Regions from separate parts of the Zea mays genome. Here region 2 is linked to region 1. The links are chromatin contacts, called in public Hi-C maps. All regions are on one chromosome and are shown on one strand. Each heading gives the region's core, a stretch centred on a gene start, on an enhancer-like site or on the middle of the called end of the contact. The rest is flanking DNA. Distances are from core to core; before and after follow the strand shown.

Region 1 (5,008 bases), core at 1,566-4,065:
GTATCGAGACAAAACGATCTAAAAACAGTAGAAGCCGTTTTAAATTAAAGTCAAACGAACATTATAGTGACAAAACAGTGTTGTTGGTAAACTATGGATAACCGCTGCAAACAGCCTAACATCCTTACATACAACAGGAGAGTCAACAGAGCATACACCAATGTCACAGTTGGAGCATGGGTGAGTCAGGTAGGCAATAGCAAAAGTAGTAAAGCTGGATAAGGGTACATCTAAAAAGGCAAAACAGTATCGAGACAAAACAATGTAGAAACAATACAAGCTATTTTAAATTAAAGTCAAACGAACATTATAGAGACAAAACACAGTATAAATAGTAAAAGCCGTTTCAGATTAAAGCTATGTGAACAGCTAGAAATAGTAAAAACTGTTTTGGATTAAAGCCAAACAAACAGCTTGATTGGTATACACGAACATATAAGCAAAGAAGCTTCTACATCAAATATGACCAGACAGGCAATCAACAAAGCAAAGCAGTGAAGCACCAAGCACAAGGCAGAAGAAAGCAAATAACGTCAGTACTCACAATTAAAAGCAAGAATTGCATGTGCTCACACTGTAGCCCCACAACAAACCTGAAACTTGCCACACACAAGCAACGAAACTTGAACACATTTCCCCAAGAGCACAGCAAGAAGTTGTCTTTCGTAGAATGAATATGATCAAAACTGGCAAGAAAGTAGTGCATAACGGCAGTTCAAGTTAGCTTGAACATGGTTTACAAACAATCCATCTGACCATCTCTAAGCACAAAGCCATTCACAATTTGAGATAGAATACGCAATTCCCTTCAAACTCTATTTATAAGAATCAGACAGTAAGTTCCCTAATTGCCTGGAACAGGGTCCAGTCCATTGTAAAGAATGATCAGCGCCCTAATAAAACCGACAAAAACGAACTTTGGTTAAAACTCTGTACAGCCAAACAGAATGATCTAATAATTCTTCAGCCTCTTGCTAGGTAAACCTCCAGAAGTTTTCCTTTCCCATTCGATTGTGAGCTCCTTGGTTGAATACTGTACTCGATTCTCTTCCTGTATTCCATGGCTGGAGTTTTACTTCCAAATGTAATTTGATGCAGCTGGAAGAAAGCAAGCACACTTACTGCAAACATTGCAGCGTTACCGAGAGCACCACCAATCTTGTCCAGTCGAAATGAATTCTTGGCTAAAGACAAACTGCTAGATAACATGTTTGACATAATCCTTGAACCGTTGCCCCTGTTGTCCTCTGCATCATCCTCTGATCGGCTATGGGTAGCACAAACATCTTCAAATGAGATAAATTGACTCTTGTCACTCACTTCACCAACAAATGCCAAGACCTCATCGATGATTCTATGCTTCTTCCCTTGATGTTCTGCTAACCTCGTAGCAAGGACTAGACGGCTTTGCTCCAGTCTAGCAATTGCAGAATCTCGCTCTGCCTGATGTCGTGATTGAACAGTCTGTAAAGCAAAATTAACACTAGTGAGAAATAGATCTCACAAAAAGATTCAACAGGAACAAGTAAAACTAAGTTAACTAAAGGCCCCAGCACTTGAAAGTGTTGATAATGGATATGCATGTAAATGTCTATTAAATCCACTAACCCTTGCCATTGGGCAACTTTGTGGTAGTGATTTTTCCCCTTAAAAATCTGAGAACTCATTTTGCTAAAATAGTAAAACAGAATAAATTTAATAAGTAAGTGATCTAAGTACTTACAGCACAGGACATGGAAGTTTTTACATAGTAATGGTGCTCCTATATTGGCGCTTTGCACGAAGTAACAATCAACTTATAAAGTATTCGGCCCCAACTGGCATCGAGAGGACATGAAACATAAGAGAGCAAGCACCCGAGGGCAATGAAGGCCATGTGGCTCCAGTGAGCGAGATATTTGCACCTCAACCATTCAAGGCCAACCACTTGTGAGCCAAATGACCTGAACTCTAAGTAAATAACAATTCCAATAACAAACGTAAATTCAGAATCATGGCAAAACATTAAAAGCCCACCTAGTAGAATAGATATTCAACAGCAACTTAGTTTCTACCATTAGAATACCATACAAGCATTGTATCCCAATAAAACACAAGTGGCCATTATGGATTACCATGGATTACCATGGATACGGTCATCCAATTCAGTTCGAGAATGAACAATCCATTAGCCACAAAACAAGCAGAGGCACGGGCAATATTGGTGATGAGGACTCGCTAATTTCTCATGCTCAATGGCTTCAACGCAACGACCGGCAATCACGAGAACAACGCGCGACCGGGGCTCCAAAAAGCAGTCCCCATTCGTCACAGCAGCAGCCCAGAAGCGGTGGTCCTAACCAGAATTAACTCACACTGCCAAGTGCCAACCGCGCGGAACCCTAGAAGAGCTGGGACTGGGATGCTCTATCCATAGGGGAGCAGAGGGGTGGAAGGGAACCAGGAGCCTCACGTGTAAAAACTCGAGGTGGTCCTCGACGTCCTCGAGCGCAGAGCGGATGGCGTGCAGGCTCCTGACCTCGGACACGGACTCCGCGGCGGCGGCCAGCGCCTCTCCTCCGCCCTTGACGAAGACGCAGCCGTTCCTACCGCCGCTGACTCGGTGGGCCCCTTTGACGGGTGGCGCGGACGGCACGGGAGGAGGCTGGGGAGCGAGCAGGAAGAGGTGCGCGCGGGAGGCGGCGAGGATGGCGTCGCTGAGGCGGTCATGGAGTTCCCAGATCCGCTCAAGGGCTACCTCTGCTTCCGACGCGTCCCACCGCATTGCGCCGGCGCGCGCTGTCTGGGGGTCCCGGTGAGGGGAGGAAGGACGGGAGCGGAAGCGGAGGGAAAGAGAAACGAAGGGGAGGGGGAGCGACGGGCATATGTTATGGCGGCACCACCGAGGCGGGTGGGTGGCGAGCTTTCGATATGTTTTGTTGGTTGCGGCGGTGAAATAGTCCACCTCCCTTTTTTTTTTGAAATGGAAACGCATTCCATGGCTATTAAGCAGCTCTAGGCACATCGCCGGAGACAATATTACAAATGAAGTCCGGTGCATGATCTAGCCATAAACTAGAGTCAACGTCACCTGAATTTGCTCCATGAGCAGTTAAACAGTCAGCAACTAAATTACAGGTTCTTTGACATTTAGACACAATACAACAAGCAAACTCAGAAAACATCCTACTCCTTATTTCCTTGAATACTACGCCTAAAGCAGAGAGGTCATATTCTTGTGAGGTCAACGCCGTCTTCAGGATCGCAGCATCGGTTTCAATCATCACATTTTGCATTCCAAGGAAAACAGCCAGCTCCAAACCTTTCATACAGGCGACGCTCTCAGCATGAAGGGTAGAGGATATGCCAGTCAAAGTGCCCGCCCCCGCAGCCAAGAAACTGCCATCGTGGCCCCTGATAATACATCCCCAGCCGCCCAAACCTGATTTCGCCAGATATGAGCCATCGCAATTTATTTTGTAAAAGCCTGCTGGGGGAGGCTGCCATTTTAGGTTCATAGGTGGGGCTCTAGCAGATTTTCCTATCTGAAGTTTCTCCATATTCATCAAATGGTAGGCAACAGTATTGCACACCTCTTCAGTAGATCCACACCTTTCCCCTTGGATTGCCTTATTGCGAGCTGACCACCAGCACCATAACAACAGCACGACCTTAATCTTGGTTTCTTCTCGGAGAGTTAGGATGGATTCAATGACCTCCAAAGCCGACGCTTTGCTTGCCAGGAGTATTCTTGTGTCCTCCAGACATAAACACCTCCAGACCTGCTTCACTTTTTTGCATTTAAAAAAGAGATGGCCACCATCTTCATCAAGACGGAAACACATGGGGCACAGAGTTTCAATTTTTATACCTCTTCTTGCTATGTTTACTCTGACAGGGTGGCTATTGTGGGCTAACCTCCATAAGAACATTTTTATTTTGTTAGTCACATTTACATTCCATATTGACTTCCAAACGTTCTCCCCTCGCCCGCTAATTGAGGAGTATGCATCTGCATTATTGTGATGGTCACGTCTCCTACTTGCCAAGGCATATGCTGATTTAACAGAGAAATTTCCTTTAGGATCTCCATGCCACGCAAGTGTATCCTCCATTCCTTCTTGGATTGGGATGACCATAGTGCACCTCCCGTTGGAGGGAAGAGTGGCGAGGAAAGCGCGGCTCAAAGTGCTTTCAGTATTCTCTCGAGTTTTTGTCACACTCGATTTTATGGTCAAAACCGAATACATAATATATATATATACATATGAGAATCTATTTTTCATATATATGTTAATGTCGCAAGTCTAATATATCAAAATATAATATAATAAGTTATAAATAAAGTAGAGTAACTTTATTACATCATTTAGACATAAGTGTCTTAAATAATATCATCATCAAAGTACAGCGGATAAAACACGGACGCTCTTTCACATGAAGATGACTGACACATCGTTAGACTTAGTACTCGTCAACATCGTCTGCAAAGTCTTCTTCATCACCCTCTGATCAAAATATTAGCAAGAGGTGCGCTCACTTATGGTCGGGGCTCAGCAAGTGGGAGGAGTAATGCAAGTTTAATAAGGTATGCTATGGATAAGAGGTAAGCATTTTAGTTGATCAATATTTTATTAACAACGTCTGACTTACTAATTGTAAGTGTATCCCAAAATATCCCAATTAAACATAAGCATATGATTATATCAAAAATACTTAAGTGAAATCACTTAAGCAAACCATTTAAAAATCATCGGATCATGATTTATTTTCCATCTTTAAGTTTAATTATCATGTGAGGGTTCAGGTTGCTCTTAACTGTGAGCACGACTGATTTATTTTCCATCTTTACACTCTGCAGAGGTGGTACAACTTTACCCACAAGTCATGTATCCCATCTAGCCTGGATTGTACGGACCCGTAAACAGTACGAGGTGAATGGCTAGGGATCCATTATGAGCTTTCACAAAATATCCTTAGTACAAAGCCATCCGCTAAGGTTTTCACGTCAGTATTGATGGCCCTCTGG
Region 2 (5,500 bases), core at 2,884-5,383, 380 kb after region 1:
ACCATAACCCAGGTTCTAAAGTAAATTTGCAACTATAATAAGTTAAATGGTGGAATACCAAGTCCCACAAAAGAATAACCAGTACATGAACATATTGAAAGAAAAAATAGATAACCAGTACATGAACATATTGAAAGAAAAAATAGACGCTACTTGACAAGCATCGCATGACATTCATACTGCAAGGAGTATGTATATCATGCAACAGTACCGCTGATACCTTGAAGGCTAGAACTAATAGCATCATAGGACCAAATCTAAGAGCCCTCATCCAACTCTACCTTTTCTTGCATCTTCCAAGTTCCAACAAGCGTAGATACACCTCCACCCCCTAGATAGACTATACCGATAAAAGAAAAAAGGCATCAACTTCATCAAGATTATAAAATGCACACACAACTAGACAAACCTAAGAGGAACTGACATTTTCTTAAGAAGAAAATAAGCACCCAAATTCGCCTCGGCAAAGACTTGAACCTGGGTGGTCTAGGCATACATCCATACCCAGTGAAATGCATCTCTCTTCAATTGTTCTTTTAAAACAGGACAACTTAACCAAGTATGAAGGTTTCATTAAGCCACAAACACTTCTACTAGGTCAATTTCCACTCAGTGTTTTTTTTTTAAAAAAAGTTTTAAAAGAACAATTGAAGAGATGGTGCTGTCCAAAAAAAGAACATCCTCCCCATCACTGGGTCTACCCTTTTGCCCTCTAGTCACTAAAGCGTTACTTTTAGGACAAGCACAACAAGCAACAAAGAAGCTAATTGCGCTGTCCCAAGCATCATGTTTATTTGACTGGAGGTATATGCCATTTTGTGCATAATATTTTTTTGTTAGCAAAACCAAGATATAATGACCTATTTGGCCTTGATTCACCTTCACCTTCTATAATATTCCAAGACAAAACGTCAAATAGATGATAGCTTCTTGGGCTTAACCCTAGGTCCACTTTGTACTAGAGATCCCAAATATGCTAAGCGAGACTGCGAGAGGATCTGGAGACTTAGGTTATGGCTGATGGCTTATGACTTATGAGCAAACATCTAATAAACTAGATTATTTGAGAAGATTAAACTACGCCAAACAGAAACATATCAACTGGCATGCTTATATTATGACAAGAACTTAAAAATGAACAGGTAGAAACATATGTGGCATGAAGTACTATTCTATGCAACTGTCCATATCAACATGCAAGTTAGCTATCAGGAAATGATAATTTTGCTTCCTTGGAGATGTGAATTGTGAAGATCAGAGAGAACTGAAGATTGTGTGATTAAGAACAACTTGCCCACATACTTGACAAGCTACTGTCCGGATGGTACTACTTATTAGGGTTACTTCACAACTTATTACACTCGCATAATACCTAGTAAACATAGGCATGGCGAGCATGCTTTTTATCGAACGCGTTTGAGAACTGCGCATCTTATATATTAGAGAGGAAGAAAAAACCATACAAAAAAGGAGATCTTGCTGAGCAAGTCTCCTAAGGACCCTACAAAAAACCCGAAGGAAATTACAAACTGGTACCGTAACTTGACCCGACCTCGCCAAGAGCTGCAACTAAGACTAGGCTCTCAAACTCCTTAGCTCCTGCTATTGCCCCGCTAACACACTCATCTAAGAAACATCTAAAAATTCTAGATAAGGATGGAGACTCCCCATGAAAAACCGCTATGTTTCTCTAAAGCCATAGGCATCAAGCTCCCAGGATGATCAAAGAGTTAAACCTCCTTTTCCTAGTCTTGATAACCCTGAGGCTCACCTTTCTCCACCAGTCTGCAAAAGACTCCTCGTTAGCTGCAGGAGTGAGATGCCCCAAGCTAAAAACAGCAAGAATTTTGTGCCAAAATTGACGGGCAAAAATGCAAGCGGTAAGGAGATGCTGAATTGTCTCTTGGGCTTGGTCACACATGGGGCATACATCTGGGTGTGGCATCCCCCTCTTCTCCAACCTGTCAGTTGTCCAACACTTGTTCCTTATCGCCAGCCAAAGGAAAAACTTGCATTTTGGAGGGGCCCAAGTCTTCCACAATCTCTTCCATGGCTCAAAAACAGTAGAGTAGAAGAATAAGACATTGTAACAGGATTTAGAAGAAAACAGCCCCGAGGCCTCATGTGGACATGGCGAGCATGTTGCCGACTGAGAATTTTCCCTTCACAATTTAACAAGAACAGGAAAGAGTTCTACAATTATAAGCAGTAACATGTGCCATTGATGTACTGAACGGGCAAAGTAGTGATCCTAATACACTGATTTTTTTTTACAAAGCATCGGCATTGGGGTCCATCGATCATCAATTTGCCTCGACAAAACCGAAAACCACAATATGAAGTCTGATTCGCTGTTTATGTTGTCACCACCATTGGTAATGGAGCAAACACCCTTTTCTGGACAGACCGCTGGTTGCATGGCTGCTCATTGGAAGAACTAGCACCTGAGGTAGTTAGAAAGGTCCCTAGAAGAACAAGGAAGCTAAGGATGGTGGCCCAAGCCCTGCAGAACCAAGCCTGGGTTACTGATATTCATGGAGTACTTGGTTTGATTGGCCTCACAGAATTTCTACAGCTCTGGGATACATTGGCTGAGGTTACTCTAAGCCAATATGATGACCTGCATGCATGGAAGTTCGATGCCACAGGTCAGCCATCCACCAGGTCAGCCTACAGAGCTTTCTTTGTCGGTTGCATACCTTTTGAACCTTGGAAGAGGCTTTGGAAACCTTGGGCTCTAGGGAAATGCAAAAATATCCATATGGTTGGCCACCAGAAATCGTTGTTGGACTGCTGACCGCTTGGAAAAAAGAGGGCTTCCTCACCCCGAGCAATGTCCTTTGTGCGATCAGGAAAATGAGACTGTCCAACATATTTTAACATCATGTGTTTTTGCTAGACAATTCTGGTTTAGTATTCTGCAGCCACTAGATTGGTCAAATTTGGTGCCTAGCAGTAGGACCAAATCTTTTGCAGAATGGTGGCGGCGTGGCGCAAATCTTTGAAAAAAGTCCACAAACAGCATAAGAAAGGTCTTAATTCCTTGATCATTCTTGGTGCTTGGATCCTATGGAAACATCGTAATGGTTGTGTCTTTGACGGATCCGCTCCTTCCATCCAAACTGTTGTACAGGAGGTCAAGAATGAGGTTGTCCTATGGCAGGTAGCTGGGGCCAAAGGGCTGCTGGTCCTGGACCTTGGAAGGTTGCTGGTCTAGGCTAGGTTGGGTAGAAGTAGAAATTTGGGTCTGGTCTCTTTGTTGAGTTATATATAAGTTCTGTTTCAGATCCCACATCCCTCTCTATGATCCTACGTGGGGTGATGTTTGATGTACTGGATCATTTTTCTCTTATATAAAAAAATACGCATTCGAAAAAAAATAGTCTTATAGAAACCAGCTCGGTGCTATTGCCATCCTAGAGTCCAAAATAACCACACACACACACACACACGTTGCCCGACCGAACCAAACAAACAACTGCAGTAGACTAATACAGCGATGCGGCTGATCCCAGCACGACCTAAGAACCATAACGATTTCTCACGTGATGCAACTATCCGCGGCAGTACGACCTAGCCAGCGCAAAAATTGGACACATGAGGCGAGAGGAAAGGATTGTAAAATCGATCGCCGAGGGACGCCGGTTACCCGGCCGGCCGGCCAGGCGCGGAAGGTAAGGTTACCTTGATGCAGAGATTGCCAGTGCAGATGATGTGTTGGATCTTGCCGGGCACGAGCATGGACTTGAATTTGGCGGGGAGGTCGGGCGCCCGGTGCGGGATGTGCAGATCCCCCAGCGCAAGCACAAGCACCATCCTCCCCGGCTATCGCCTTCTTCCCCCTCCCCACCTCCTTCCTCTTGATCTCCTACTGAGTAGTACTCCACGATCCGCGTCTCACACCTCACGTCAGCTCTCTATCTGATAGAGCTGCACACCATGATCCGAGTCAAAACCGTCAAGCAGCTCAACCCTCTCCGAGAACAAGACCGATCCCCCTTGGCCCTTCCCCCCCTTGCTTCAGATGCGCGAGCGCGACACAAGGGGAGAAGAGAAAGGGAGGGGCAAGCACGTGGGGCCACTGTGGGTCTACTTGTCAAAAACGACGAAGTGGCCCCGCATTGGGCTCATGACCGGGCCGGATGAGTGTTGTTCGTCGTCGTCAGCACTGGGCTTTAGCATGCTGTGCACGACGGATACGGCCCGTTTGAGGCTCCATCGGTTTCGCCAAGTTCGTTGGGCTAGCGTTAAGCTAAGCAAAACGTCAAGCTCTTCTTCCTCTTTTCAACGTTTGAAAGATCGACGGTCTAGAATCTAGATGTACTATCAAAAAATTTGAATCCTCCTATTAAAAAAAAATTGAATCCTAACTGAAAGGATACATCAGCTAAATAGATTCTTACAAATCTATACTCTCTCCGTCTAAAATAGTATTCGTTTTAGATCTTGGTTTTTATGTCTATATTCAAATGAATGATAATAAATCTATACACATATATATAATACATACATCAAGTATTGTAAGAATTTGTTAATTTTCTAAAGAGAGGGAGTATAATTCAGTATTCCCGTTTACAGATTTACCTAGTTCAATTCAGAAACTCTGTCTATAGATTTCTCAAGTTCAATACATAATCTCCATGTATCCTATATTTTCAAGATTTATGCCATCCATATTATTCAAAATATTACCTAATTATCATTGTTTATATTGGATTAATGTTGGCTTGGCCCAATTAATATTCAATAATAGTCAATGCTAGTGGTCCACTTTAATGATATGGTATACTAATAATTTAGTATCATATTGTAAGTTCAAGAGATCAATCAATCAACTTAAATAGGTGCACCAATTGGTGCATCTATTAAGAAGTTGGGAAAAGAATGAAAAACGACCACACGCGCGCGTGCCGCCGCCGCCGGCGGGCCGTGGCCGTGGTAGATCGAACCTTGGTTCGAATATTCCTTTCAAATAACTGCGCATTTTGCCTTGTCCGCAGAGGTTGTAACACCCTAAATTTGGGGGTATAAAATTTCTTTCTAATTACCTACCAAATTCAGGTGTTACTCCTCTCTCTCTAGTTTCTCTCTCTTTTTCTTTTTAGTAGAATTAGCTTAATTAGTGAGGGGTTGATTATTTTATTTTGTCAAAACAATATGAGTCATGAAATGTTGCATCGTGGTGAGCTCCAAATATTTTTTAAATTGTTGCACATGTTTGATTTAGTTTGAATTTGAATTCAAAACCCTAGAGAACATAAATAGAAAAACATTAGAAATTCCCTGAAAAATAGAAAAAACCATTTCAGCCCAAGTCGGACAGACGGACCCGGCCTATCGGCGCCAGCCCACGCACCCCTTCTCTCTCTCTCTCTCTGCTCTGTGGGGTCGGCCTGTCGGTGCTGATCCCCTCGCACGCGCTCATCCTCTCTCTCTGCCCTGCGGACCCACCCGTCAGACCTCGTCCCTAACCTCCCACCCACGCCCCCATCGTGGATGC

Evidence for each region. Hi-C and Micro-C count contacts between places; a contact is called where the count stands out from the background.
Region 2: a Hi-C map of ear shows a contact between it and region 1, with 1.9 times the contacts expected there. The contact joins the promoter of LOC100281359 here to the promoter of LOC100383799 in region 1. A contact is called at or near these places in 2 of 25 Hi-C or Micro-C datasets (ear and tassel).

Annotation. Positions count from the first base shown.
Region 1 is chr4:230,491,470-230,496,477 of Zm-B73-REFERENCE-NAM-5.0, forward strand. It overlaps LOC100383799, which reads right to left and starts at 2,816. Exons shown (of 3, transcript NM_001176433.1): 1 at 2,453-2,816; 2 at 1,724-1,943; 3 at 700-1,464. The coding sequence starts at 1,735. The coding sequence ends at 964.
Region 2 is chr4:230,874,642-230,880,141 of Zm-B73-REFERENCE-NAM-5.0, forward strand. It overlaps LOC100281359 (vacuolar protein sorting 29), which reads right to left and starts at 4,134. Exons shown (of 3, transcript NM_001154277.3): 1 at 3,685-4,134. The coding sequence starts at 3,816.